Linked DNA regions of Mus musculus: all the other regions are linked to region 4. A link is a contact called in public ChIA-PET and promoter capture Hi-C data. All regions are on one chromosome and are shown on one strand. The core of a region is the stretch at or near the end of the contact, and the rest is flanking DNA. Distances in the headings are between cores, read along the strand shown.

What was found. Promoter capture Hi-C pulls out the DNA fragments that hold promoters and counts their contacts. ChIA-PET counts read pairs in DNA pulled down with a chosen protein or histone mark.
Region 1: a contact with region 4 is called in an RNA polymerase II ChIA-PET map of memory CD8 T cells, with 20 read pairs. The contact joins the enhancer-like site here to the promoter of Cerk in region 4. A contact is called at or near these places in 1 of 39 promoter capture datasets (pre-B cells), 2 of 484 Hi-C or Micro-C datasets (Sertoli cells and embryonic stem cells), 3 of 115 datasets of contacts at active chromatin or transcription factors (bone marrow-derived macrophages, double positive thymocytes and memory CD8 T cells) and 2 of 9 other capture datasets (embryonic stem cells and pancreatic islet).
Region 2: a promoter capture Hi-C map of pre-B cells shows a contact between it and region 4, with 4 times the contacts expected there. The contact joins the promoter of D130051D11Rik here to the promoter of Cerk in region 4. A contact is called at or near these places in 2 of 39 promoter capture datasets (hippocampal neurons and pre-B cells) and 3 of 115 datasets of contacts at active chromatin or transcription factors (bone marrow-derived macrophages, large pre-B cells and microglia).
Region 3: a promoter capture Hi-C map of embryonic stem cells shows a contact between it and region 4, with 6 times the contacts expected there. The contact joins the promoter of AU022754 here to the promoter of Cerk in region 4. A contact is called at or near these places in 3 of 39 promoter capture datasets (embryonic stem cells, liver and stem cell-derived epiblast-like cells).

The regions. Positions count from the first base shown.
Region 1 is chr15:85,656,350-85,659,049 of GRCm38.p6, forward strand. No RefSeq gene overlaps it. Among named protein-coding and RNA genes, the nearest start is that of D130051D11Rik, 23 kb to the left of the region's middle. Within about 2 kb of position 1,267, at least 137 of the 459 cell types and tissues checked have an H3K27ac peak or open chromatin away from gene starts, as enhancers often do. A contact at or near this core is called in bone marrow-derived macrophages, double positive thymocytes, memory CD8 T cells and 2 more, where this site is marked.
Region 2 is chr15:85,633,290-85,635,989 of GRCm38.p6, forward strand. D130051D11Rik (a long non-coding RNA gene) reads left to right here and starts at 1,307. Exons shown (of 2, transcript XR_003951642.1): 1 at 1,307-2,700.
Region 3 is chr15:85,579,802-85,582,501 of GRCm38.p6, forward strand. AU022754 (expressed sequence AU022754) reads left to right here and starts at 1,341. Exons shown (of 5, transcript NR_040433.1): 1 at 1,341-1,616; 2 at 2,449-2,700. Wnt7b (wingless-type MMTV integration site family, member 7B) reads right to left here and starts at 2,020. Exons shown (of 4, transcript NM_009528.3): 1 at 1,579-2,020. The coding sequence starts at 1,649.
Region 4 is chr15:86,184,819-86,187,518 of GRCm38.p6, forward strand. Cerk (ceramide kinase) reads right to left here and starts at 1,323. Exons shown (of 13, transcript NM_145475.4): 1 at 689-1,323. The coding sequence starts at 830. It overlaps Gm15569 (predicted gene 15569), which reads left to right and starts at 910. Exons shown (of 3, transcript NR_155352.1): 1 at 910-966; 2 at 1,388-1,423; 3 at 1,834-2,378.

The DNA of each region.
Region 1 (2,700 bases), core at 17-2,516, 530 kb before region 4:
CTGAGGTGAATATTTTAATCCTGTGTGTAGATAGATGGATAAGATAAAATAAATTAATTATGACCCCGCCCTGTCTGGAGACTCCCTAAAGCGCTCTCGCAGTTAACCCCAGCTTCAGCTAGTTGGCAGTTACAAGTAAAATCTCTCCCAGGCCTTGGTCTCAAAGCCTCAGATGGAATTGGCATTTTGCTGTGATTTGATTATTTGATTGTTAAATTATTGATGGTTGCATAAGGTAATCCTCCCCGAAAGGTAAAAAAGCAACCCCTTCCTGCCTTTTTAATTTAAAAATTGTCTCAGTAGAGATTTTTTTCTTTCATCCTGGCTTTTGTTTGCTAAATTAAAATGGCATGTGTTTTTGTTTTAGAAAGCAGGGATTTTTTTTTTCTATGCCCAGTGTTAAGGAGAGGAAGTAAAATAAATCTTTTGAAAGTGTGCCCATCCATTCATGGCTTAAAAATTCCAAGTCCCAGACTTTGTTCTCCTTTCTCTCATTGAGTTGGAGGAAATAAAAATGTGTACTCATGCAACTCACCTGTTGATTGTTTTTTTTTTTAAGTTATTTGTTTTATAGTCTAATCCCCATTGAGCACCGAGATGTCTAGCAAGGCTGGGTCTGTATGGTCTGTGAGAGGTTGGTGCCTCACAGGTCCTGGGCCTGGCAGGAGTCCGGGCCATCAGCTCATGGGTCAACACATGTCTGTGTGCGGCAGCTCAAACTGCCTTCAGAAAGCCAGGAGTGGTGGGAGACATATGCTCTACACACAGCATTTTGTTCTGATTTATTTTAGGCCATTTAAGATGCTGTTAGCACGAAGAGTGGCGGATCTCACTCACGTTCTGAAAACCATTGGAGTTTCAAGCTCAAGTACTTTTTTTTTCCAATCCAAATTTAGGAATTGCCTTTTAGAGTAGAAAACAGCACAGGGGCACTCCTTTTATCCCACTTTTAAAGGAAGATATTTAAGCCACCCTCATTGGATCTGGAGACCCATCCCTGCAGCTGGAATCTAGAAACAGCCCACTGTAAACAAGTGAGAAACAAGATACACTCTCACAGGGGTCAGGGTCCTGGGATTGGAGTGTCCTTAGACATACACTGAGCCCTGGTCTGTGCACAGATCTTCCTTCTAAGGCTGTCATGTTATCAGAAGGGAGACTACCAACCCAGCTGAGACACTGTCACACTCCACAGAGTCACTAGTCAGACCCACAAGCTGCATCATGCCCTTTGAGTGATAAAGGGACCCGTGTAAGTACCATTACTTTAAGGCGAACCTAGACGGTCTTTGTTCCCTGTAGCTCTGCCCTGGCTCCAGGCGCTACTACTGACACTGTGAAAACAGCAGACAGACAAACCAAACTCTATAGGAAATACAACGACTCTCCGACTCTCCAAGGAAAATGGTCTGGAAGCTGTTAGAGGGGTATAGAAAGGCTCCTTGAAATTTGAAGGTGCTTCACTCCTGGTATAAACAGGAGCCTGCTCGCTTGTAGCTGTTGGGGCTACTGCAGGCCAGTGACACCAGCAGCCAGTGTTGGCGGATCTCTTGGTTTCAGTTTCTATTTGAGAAACAGAAGCTTTCCCTACAGGGTCAAGGGCTGGAGATAAGGGAATAGCTATAAACTAACTTTTTCTTAAAAAGAGGCAATGGGTGATAATCAGTATTTGCATTAAATTCATAAACAGTAGCCATTCACACACTTCATTCTCCATGTGAATTATATCTTTGTGATATAACATAGTCCTGTGATTCTGAACGCATCATGGATACATTGTAAACAATTTAGAGGTTACAGAAATGAATGCAAGGAAAGGTGGTTTGTGGTTTCTACAAAGAGACAAGCTCTCCTCACGTTTTCCTGGGCTTCCTCCCTCTTGACTCTTGCAGTATCTGTTTGCACGATGCCTGTCTGCTCCGTTGTCCCCGTTTCTTTGCCATTTGGTTCCAGAGGCACTTCTTCCTCCCAGGCGAACCCGATCTGTCTCCTCCAAGTGGCCAGCTCTGGCCCTTAGGTATTCAAGGAGAAGGCCTCCGGCTCCCTGATACCAGATTTCTTCCCTGAGGTTTTGTGAGCCCAGATCTGGCAGCCGGACCTTAATCATTCCAGCAGCAGACAGCCACACTGCAAAGCTAAGGATGTACAAAAACTCTGGGTGCATGGGAGTAGAGCGGCCCAGAACCTTGCTATTAAGGTGGAGAAGGGAAACTGAGGCTTTCCTTGGGGTAGGGGTAGAGGCAGGTAGGGAACATGGCGGTCAGCACAGGGACCTGCAGTATGGCGATATGATAAACAGCAGTATTGGTGTTTGGATCCTGGGCAGAGTAAAACAGTTGGGCCAAATAAAGCAGGCCTCTTGTTAGCTGTGAAGTGGCCGTCGGCTCTGTTGAGATAGTTGCCTCTAAGGTGTCCATTTTATGGCCTTGACTTAAATCTACCAAGTGGATTGCCAATGGGGACAAGGGGCTTGCAAGCAGGGAAACACCAGAAAGGTTAATGTAGGGATCCAGTCCCCAGATGCCATATCATAGTTAGGCATGTACCTCAGCTGGCCCTACAAATTAGAAAAAAAAAAAAGTTCCACAGAACCAGGCCTCTAGAAAGGGAGCTAACAAATGTATATACAATGTATACATGGAGTCAGCTAAATTAAAAAGAAATTTCAAAATTGTTAAATTTTGAGTTCCTTGCTGAGAA
Region 2 (2,700 bases), core at 57-2,556, 550 kb before region 4:
ACACTAGGTATCTATTTTTTGGCTACAAGTGATTTATCACTTGTTGAAACATTGTTACCTTTTAAATGTAGAAAACTCAAAAGAGGGCCGAGCTTGGTGGCTCAAGCCTTTAATCCCAGCACTCCGGAGGCAGAGGCAGGCAGATTTCTGAGTTCGAGGCCAGCCTGGTCTACAAAGTGAGTTCCAGGACAGTCAGGGCTATATAGAGAAACCCTGTCTCGAAAAAACAAACAACAAAAACAAACAAAAAACAATAACAAAAACAAAAGAGAGAAAGAAAGAAAGAAAGGAAAACTCAAAAGAGATGGAAACAAGACGGCCTATGAGAGTTAAATAACAAAGGGGTTTCCCATCTAGGGCTGTGTGGGGCCACAAATAGGGCTATGGTCAGACCCTCACAGCAACACCAGCCACAAAAAGACAAAGGGCAAGGTAGTACTGTATAGTATTGTCCCTATTTCTGTTTCAAATATACATAGAATTATAAAAATAGAAACGTCAAAATGTTAACACTAGTGATCTTAAATAATCAGAGTGTTTATTTGTTTTTGTTGTTGTTTTTTGTGTTGTTGTTGTTGGTGTTTTTGAGATATAGCCCTGACTGTCCTGGAACTTGCTCTGTAGTCCAGGCTGGTCTCAAGAGCAGAGATTCACCTGCCTCTACCTCCCAAGTGCTGGGATTAAAGGAGTGTGCCACTACCTGGCATATTGATCAGGTTTTTAAAAATTCTTGTCAACTTTCTAAATTTTCTCCAGTAACGTATGATTTTTGAGTTGGAAAATTATAAAGTTTTTGTTTGTTTGTTTGTTTGATACTAGAATGGAAGCCAAGGTCTCCTGTCTGCTAGGAAAGGACTCTACCAACTGAGGTACACCCTTAGATCAAGAACTGGGTATTTTTAAGGTATTCTCAAGTGTTACTGCAATTTTGCAAGACTCTTTACATCACGTACACAGCCTCAAAAAAGGAAAAATCTCACGAGGAGCTTGAGGGTTACCCGTTTTCTTCCTCCTTGCCAAGATTTACAAACTCCAAGGGCAGGAAAGCTTTCAGAACAGAAAAGTCTGACTAAAACGAAAATCTGATTCAAGTGAAATGCAGCCCTAAGGTTCACAGTGACAGGCTGAGAGCCCGCCCTGAGTCTGCGCAAACTCATTTAGGCCGCGCGCAGAGGCTCCGCCTCCCGCCTGCCCGCACTAAGGTTGGGCGTGCCCGGCGCCAGGTCCCGCCCACATACCTAGGCCCCGCCCCACACGCAGGCCTCGCCCCGGAGCCGCAGCCTGCTAGGCCGTAAATTTGCATTCAGAGCTGGCCGACCCAGGGCCCGCCCACTCTGTGCTTCACTCCGCCCGCACCGCCCGCGACCCCGGAAGTCGGAGATGGTGGCCCAGTGGCTCCACCTCCAGCTGGGCAAGGCTCCGCCTCTAGACAGGGCCCCGCCTCTCAGCTGCGAACCGCGGCCTCCAAGTATGCCGCACCCTGGACTTCATTTCCGGCGCAGGCTACTTAGAAGTCACGCCCCCAGACTCGAGAGGCCCCGCCCTACGTCTACCGCGAGTCTGCTTCCGGGGTGGAGCGTGAGAGTTGTGTGTTATTTTAAGGGCTGTGGGCGCCGTGGGCGCACTTCTGCCTTTTCTGCTCCCTCTGTACCCCCTCAAGGTGTGAGCGTGGAGCTTTCTAGGTCCCTAGAGGGGGCAGGCCACGGCACCGTCTTGGCGGCGGAGTCCTGGCACCGGGAACCCGAGGCCCCTCCTACTTTAGACTGTAGCCTCCCTCTGTACCAGGAGCGACGTGGCCCTGCCGGGTGCTCAGCCCTATCCAAGAAATGCAGAGCCCAGGCTAGCCCCGCAGTGTGAACGCCCCTTTTGGAGGTCTGCAGGCCCAGAGACGAGAGCGCCTATTTGTTGACAGCCACTTTTCAGGAAGGCCCGCACATGCTTCTGATGTGCTGTCGCAGGGCTCCTAGCCACTGTGGCCAGCACTGTCCCTCCACAGAGAGACAAGTCCTTCCACACCCTGGTTCTGATTCTCTGGTTTAATCTGTTCTGCTCAGCTGGAGCACATAGTTCCTTTCCGTGGTCACCTCTCGTCGCCAGCACTGCCCCGTTCATCATTCTTTATTCCTAGCCAGAAGACTTTAAGCATCCTGGAGGTGCCTGATGTCCCCACCCCAACTTGTTCACCGAGACCATCAAATAAAGGTTCTTTAACCTTTAATAATGGCTCATACAGAGGACCCACTGTGGCTTAAAACATCATGGGGTTGCTTAATCTACTAAATGTCCTGGCTTATCAACTCAGCACACTGGAGCATGTGGTTTCCCCTGGTGATGGCCAGCGTTGAGAAAGGGTGCTTATATCGCATTATCACCAGCATGGAAGAGATCAAACTCAAAATCCCAAGTAGTGTTTCTGCTGATGCCTGTCGCTTCTGCACCATTACAAGATCAACCCCCAAATGAAACATTGTAGATTGTGCATCATTTGTGCGCTGTCTTTCTTTGTACCGGAGTCAGGAGTGGGTTGCAGAAGATGGTCTCTATGATGCCTTTGAAGAACATGGAAAAGTAGGTGATTTCCAAGCATCTGGTTTGTTGGACCAAGCCTGCCAAGCCACTCTCAGGGACAGAATGTGTATGAAAGAGACCACCCAGTGTTCTCATATATAATTTTGAAGAAACCAGCCTTGTGCACTGAGA
Region 3 (2,700 bases), core at 91-2,590, 600 kb before region 4:
TCCGCTGACACTTTTTCCCATTTGATGATAAGAGGACTTTGCTGAGAAGAATGGTCAGCAATGGAAGCCAGGGCCGGTGCAGTCAAGCGCCCAACTCAAAGGCCTTGGCGCCAGAACCAGGTAGCTGGGATCTGCATGGATCCTCCTCCCAAAGGGCGGTGGGTCCCTTCACAGGCCCAGGAGATTCATTACAGGCTGCTGAGAGTCCAGGAAGCAGTGGCCTGCCCACCCTGCCCCCATCCCAGCAAGCTCAAAGCCCCGGCACCCCTCACCTTCATAAACAAACACCCAGGGACATAGCCTACCCTCACAAACCTACAATAAACACAACCACTCTCAGCCGCAGACACTCCCGCCCAGGTCTGCAGGAATAAGGAAGAGACTTTCAATCCTGCCTCTGAGGCCACCAGGTTTGGTCCCTACCCCTCTCTGGGCCTCAATTTCTTCACCTGTAAGATGGCGGAGGTGCAGAGAGCTGGGAAGGGTGCTGATCTTCAGCGACTGTTTCTACCTCTCGCCTGGAAAGTCGGTCTCCCAGGTACCGGAACCCGCCCCTCCTACAGGTCTGGTCACTGGCCTTCCTAGGGCCAAGATGAGGCTGGCCTCAGAGCGCCGGGCGACACATAGTAGGATCGCCGGGCAAGGCGGGCACAGATGTCCGCAGGTGCTCCGAGTGGGGGTGGGGGTCTGGTCCCGGCCGGCCCGCCAAGAGTGACTAACGCCCGCGAGGTGCGGTGCGCTCCGTTCGGTCACACTGCCCCTCCACCCCCAATCCGGGGAGGCCGAGACAGATTCCGTCTAAAGGAGATCGCGGCTCAACAGGTAAGGACTCGGCTGGGTTCAGGAATGTGGAAATACGACTCGGAGCAGCTACGGCGGCGAGCAGCGAGCGCGGCCCGCCTGGAGCCCGCCCGGCCGGCCGCGCCAGGGGGAGCTCGGTGAGAGGGGGCCGGGCGCAAGGCCCCGGGCGGGCGGGGGCGCGGGCCCGGGACGGAGCCCGAGGCTGCTGCGCCAGCCCCACGGCCCATCCCGAGCCAGCCGGACGAGTTGTCAAGGTAATTTCAACATGTCCGGGTGATGGATAGAGACGAAGGGCCGCGGCGGGTGCAAGGCCTGCGCGCTCGCGGCGAGTGCGCGCCCCGATCTCCCCCGCCGGGGATGCCCCACGCACCCCCCCCCCGGCCCGGCGCGCCCTCCCGGCGGCTAGCGCTCGGCCCGGGCTCGGCGCCCAGCGCAGCCCGGGGGAGGGAAGGCGCGTCCCACCCCCGGGGCCTGGAGCCCAAACAGGTGAAAGTACGCGCCCGGCACGCTCGCCGCTACCCGCGAGCCCCGCTGCGGCCGTCCGCGGACCGCGCTGTCCCTGCTGCGTATTGGCTCCGCGCCCCTCCGGAGGATCTCTGGCTCCGGGGGGGCTCGGTTGAGTCTCAACGAGGCTGGGTTGAGGGCCGGAGATACCAGCCAGCCTGGCCACTTCAAGAAACGCCCTCCCCCACCAACTCCTATCCCCAGGTCCGCTGGAGGAGGCTCTGGTGGCTGCCGGCTCCCCGTCTGCAGCCCCCCGCCCAGAGAAATACTCACCCGAGCTTCACGTAGAGGACGCCAAAGCAGAGAAACACGTAAAAGATCCACTTTCGAAAGTTTCTGTGCATGATCCAGGGAGGGGGGCTGCGCCATAGACAGCTGCGGCCGGAGGGGACGCGCGGGTGGGCAGGGGCCGGGCAGGAGCCAGGGAGCTGCGGTAGGACCACGCTCAGCCGGCGCTTCGGCTCGGGAGGCGGGCGACGCGTGGGCACCCGGCACGCGTTGCCACCATGGTGAGCCCAGGGCGCCGCAGCCGCCGCGTGCGCCCGGGGGAGTGACCCGGGCGGGGAACCGCGACCTCGGAGCCCAGCGGAGTGACCGTGGGACTCTGCGAGCGCAGGCCGGGGCCAGGAGCAGCGGGCGGGCGCTGCCTCCACTGGGCTTAGCCGCCTGGGGCCGTGCGCGCCTCGCGGTGCGCCGGGGCGGCCAATGTGTCCGCACTTGTCCGCCTCCCCAGGTGACTCGCGGCCCCGGCAAGCGAGCCGCGAGCAGGCGAGCGCGCCCCAGGTAGGAGGATCCGCCTCCCGCCCGCCCTCCTCGCTCGCAGCGCGCTCTCTCGCGCGCGCTCCCTGGCTCTCCCCTCCCTTTTCTCCTCCCTCCCCCGTGACACACGAACGCATCTAACCCCTCGCCCCCCCTCCCCAGGCCAGCTCCCTTCCGATCGCCCTCCCAGGACTGCGTGGGAAGAGGGGAGGGAGGGGAGAGGGTGCGGCTCCAAAGAGACACCTGCGCTCCTCAGAGACAGTGAAGGTGGGGGTAGGGGCGGGGGCTAAGAAACTACCCGCTCAGGGCTTGGTGGTCACTTGGTTTCCAGTTTCTAGTTAAAGAGAGAGAGACCACCCACCACCATCTCCTTTCTATGTGCAGACATCTTTCCCCTAGACGTTACCTACGTGGGTGCTTCCAGGGCCACAACTCCGGATCAGGCATTGTTACCTGCCCAACAAACTCGGGGAAAACTCGTTCCAGTGCCCGGCACTGCAGAGCGCAAGCAGAGCGTGGGACTTGAGACTGGTAGACACACCAGCCTGCCCAGCATTAAAAGTGGCACCATGACAGAGAGACTCAGAAAGGCATCCTTGGAGAGTCCCAGTCTGAGGATTCTGTCTCACTCTGCAG
Region 4 (2,700 bases), core at 73-2,572:
GACAACCTGCAGCAAAGCACCGGGGAGAGTGGCTCTAGTGTCCTTGCACCATTCCCAGTCACTGCGGGTGGGTTGCGTTTTTTCCCCATGCTGGCCTAAGCTACTCCTCTTTCAACCCTGAGGGCGGCTGAGCAGGGTGTACACTCCATCGGAAAGTCAAAGGCCCTTGCTCAACTGCCTAATCGCAGGAAGTCCCTGCCAGGGCCCCTCTGGGCTTCTCCCATAGAGAAACATGTGTATGTACTTGGGTTCACTGTATTGGACGAAGAATATGACCAGAAACCAGTCCTGTCCAGGTGTGCCAGCGCCATCCCGACGGCAGCACCAGCAACAGACCTCCCCCAGGGTCCCGCGGATGCTCCGGGATGGGGGGTGGGGGGCTGTGGACGTCCGCTCTTCCCCTCCCCCTCCAGCACCTCCAGAGGCTTTGTCATCCCAGTTCCAGGAGTATCTGGGCTCTCAGCACCCAGACGGTTCCCCGCCAGAGGCCGCGGAGTACTTAGACCGCCCGGCACCCGGGCTCTGCGTCTCGGATTCCCCGCGCCTCGGTATCCCGGGCGCCTCTCCCCGTGCCCCAGGTCTCCTCCCTCCGAGTTCCGCCCCATCCCAGCCTGCCCGGAGCGCTCGGGCTACGCAGGCCGGGGTGGATGCAGCGCCGGCCCCACCAGCCCGGGATGGCCACACTTACCGGCACCCGGCGCGGAGGGCCCGGGCTCCGGGCTCCGCCACCAGCGTAGCAGAGCCCGCGCGGGCTCCAGGCTGACGGCACAGCGTCGCCGTTTCACCCACAGCACGGAGTGCAGCGGCTCCGCCGCCCCCATTGCCCCCATCGCCGCCGGCGCGGCCTCGTCCGCCGGGCGCGGGGCGCGCGGACACCGGGGGGGGCGCGGGACCGTTAGCGGCCCCTGCAGTCTGCCCGGCGGTGACGCGGGGAGGCGGGAGCGGGAGGCGGCGCTGCGTCACCCGGTACGCAGAGAGGGTGGCGGGGACCCGGGAGGAGGCGACCAGGGTGAGGACAGGAGAAGCTAGACTTGGGGCCAGAGAAGAATCAGAAACAGAGGAGTCTAGGGAGCCTAGGATGAGGAGCAGAAAAGGCCTAGGAAGGAACGGGAGGGAGGGGTCAGAGGAGGGGACTGAGGGACCTGGCTGTGGGGAGGGCGGTCGGAGCGGCCGGGTGCCCTGAAAGACACTAGTCTGTCGCTCTGGCTGCCCCTGGGTCCTGCTGGGTCTGCACGAGCGACGGGGTAGGGAGGGCTGCAAAGGGACGGGCGGAGTCCCAGCAGCGCAGAAATGTTGCCCGGGCGGTCCTGGGCAGGCGATAGGAGGCCGTGGAACTGCTGGTGTGCGCCCAGGAGCGATTTGACCTTGGGCATCCGTCTCTTTTTAGGTCTTGGTCTCCTGGCGGCTAGCAAGAGTCCTGCAGGTTAGTCCCAGTAGGCAAAGGAAGGCTAGGATGGAGAGGACAGGGGTTACCTTCCAGGGGAGTGGAAGCTTCATGTGTGGATGGTTGTGGGTCTACAGCCACCAGAGAGACGGGAGAAGGCGTCTTCTTATCAGTCACCTGACTGTACCCTCCCAAACAGGCCTAGGGAACCGGAGTTGCTGCTCTTGATGCAGCTTAACATGGGACAAGCTGAACATATCCACCTCAGGGAGGTCTTCCTGGACTCCGTCTCCCCCAGCCAAAGCATCCCAAGACACAGCAGGGCAAAATTCAGCACTGCACTCATTGCATATCTACCCATCTTTGTGAAAATTCCATGGGCATGTGGGCTTGTCCCTTACTGGGTCTCCAGTGTCTAAAATGGTCTCTGTGCATAATGTGTTACTCAGATATTGGTTGCGTGATAGCATCTGTTCACATCTGACCAAGGAAGAGTCTCCTCGGAGATGCTAACTGGTCCAAGAGTGCAGGGCTCTGTGGTGTGACAGAGCTAAGCCTCACAGCGGAGTCAGCTTTCAAGAAGACAGGAGAGCCTTCTGCCCTCCCCCTCAGCTCTCCTGCTGTTGCAGACTGGGGTGGAGCTGGCCAAGTCTACCTTGCCTGTGCCTGGTACCAGAGGGCTAAGGTACAGGTCTGATCCTGTCGGTGCCCTGTGTCCATCTGCAGGGCAGGGACAACCATGAATCACTTGCTTCCTGGAAGCCCAGCCCAATGGTAGGCTCCCTGACAGCCCTGGAGTGTTGGTTAGGCCCAGGCAGAATCCTAGCCCCACCCTGGAGCAAGCTGGACCTGACCTAGCTCAGTTGTTAGTTGAAGCAATGGCTGTCCCAGCTCTTTCCTTTCACGGCTATCGGGATGAGGCTTGGGGAATGTGGACATGAAACTTCTTCAGAAACCTCTTGCCATTGCTGATGATGCTGCCTCTGTTACTGGTGAGGGGTTGTGTCGGGCAAGGGCAGCAGGGGCTATTATTATTATTAATTATTATTATTACTATTATTATTATTATTATTTTGAGACAGGGTTTCTCTGGGTAGTCCTGATTGTCCTGGAGCTCACTCTATAGACTCTCAAACTTAAAGATCCACCTCCCTCTGCCTCCCAAGAGCTGAGATTAAAGGTATGAGCCACCACGCCTGGAAATTAATGCAGTGTTTATATGTAAGTGTTTAATACCAAGAGGACTGGACTCCACCTTAGTCCTAGAGGAGTTCCATCCAGGAAGACACAGCCACACGGTCCACAAAATACTAAAG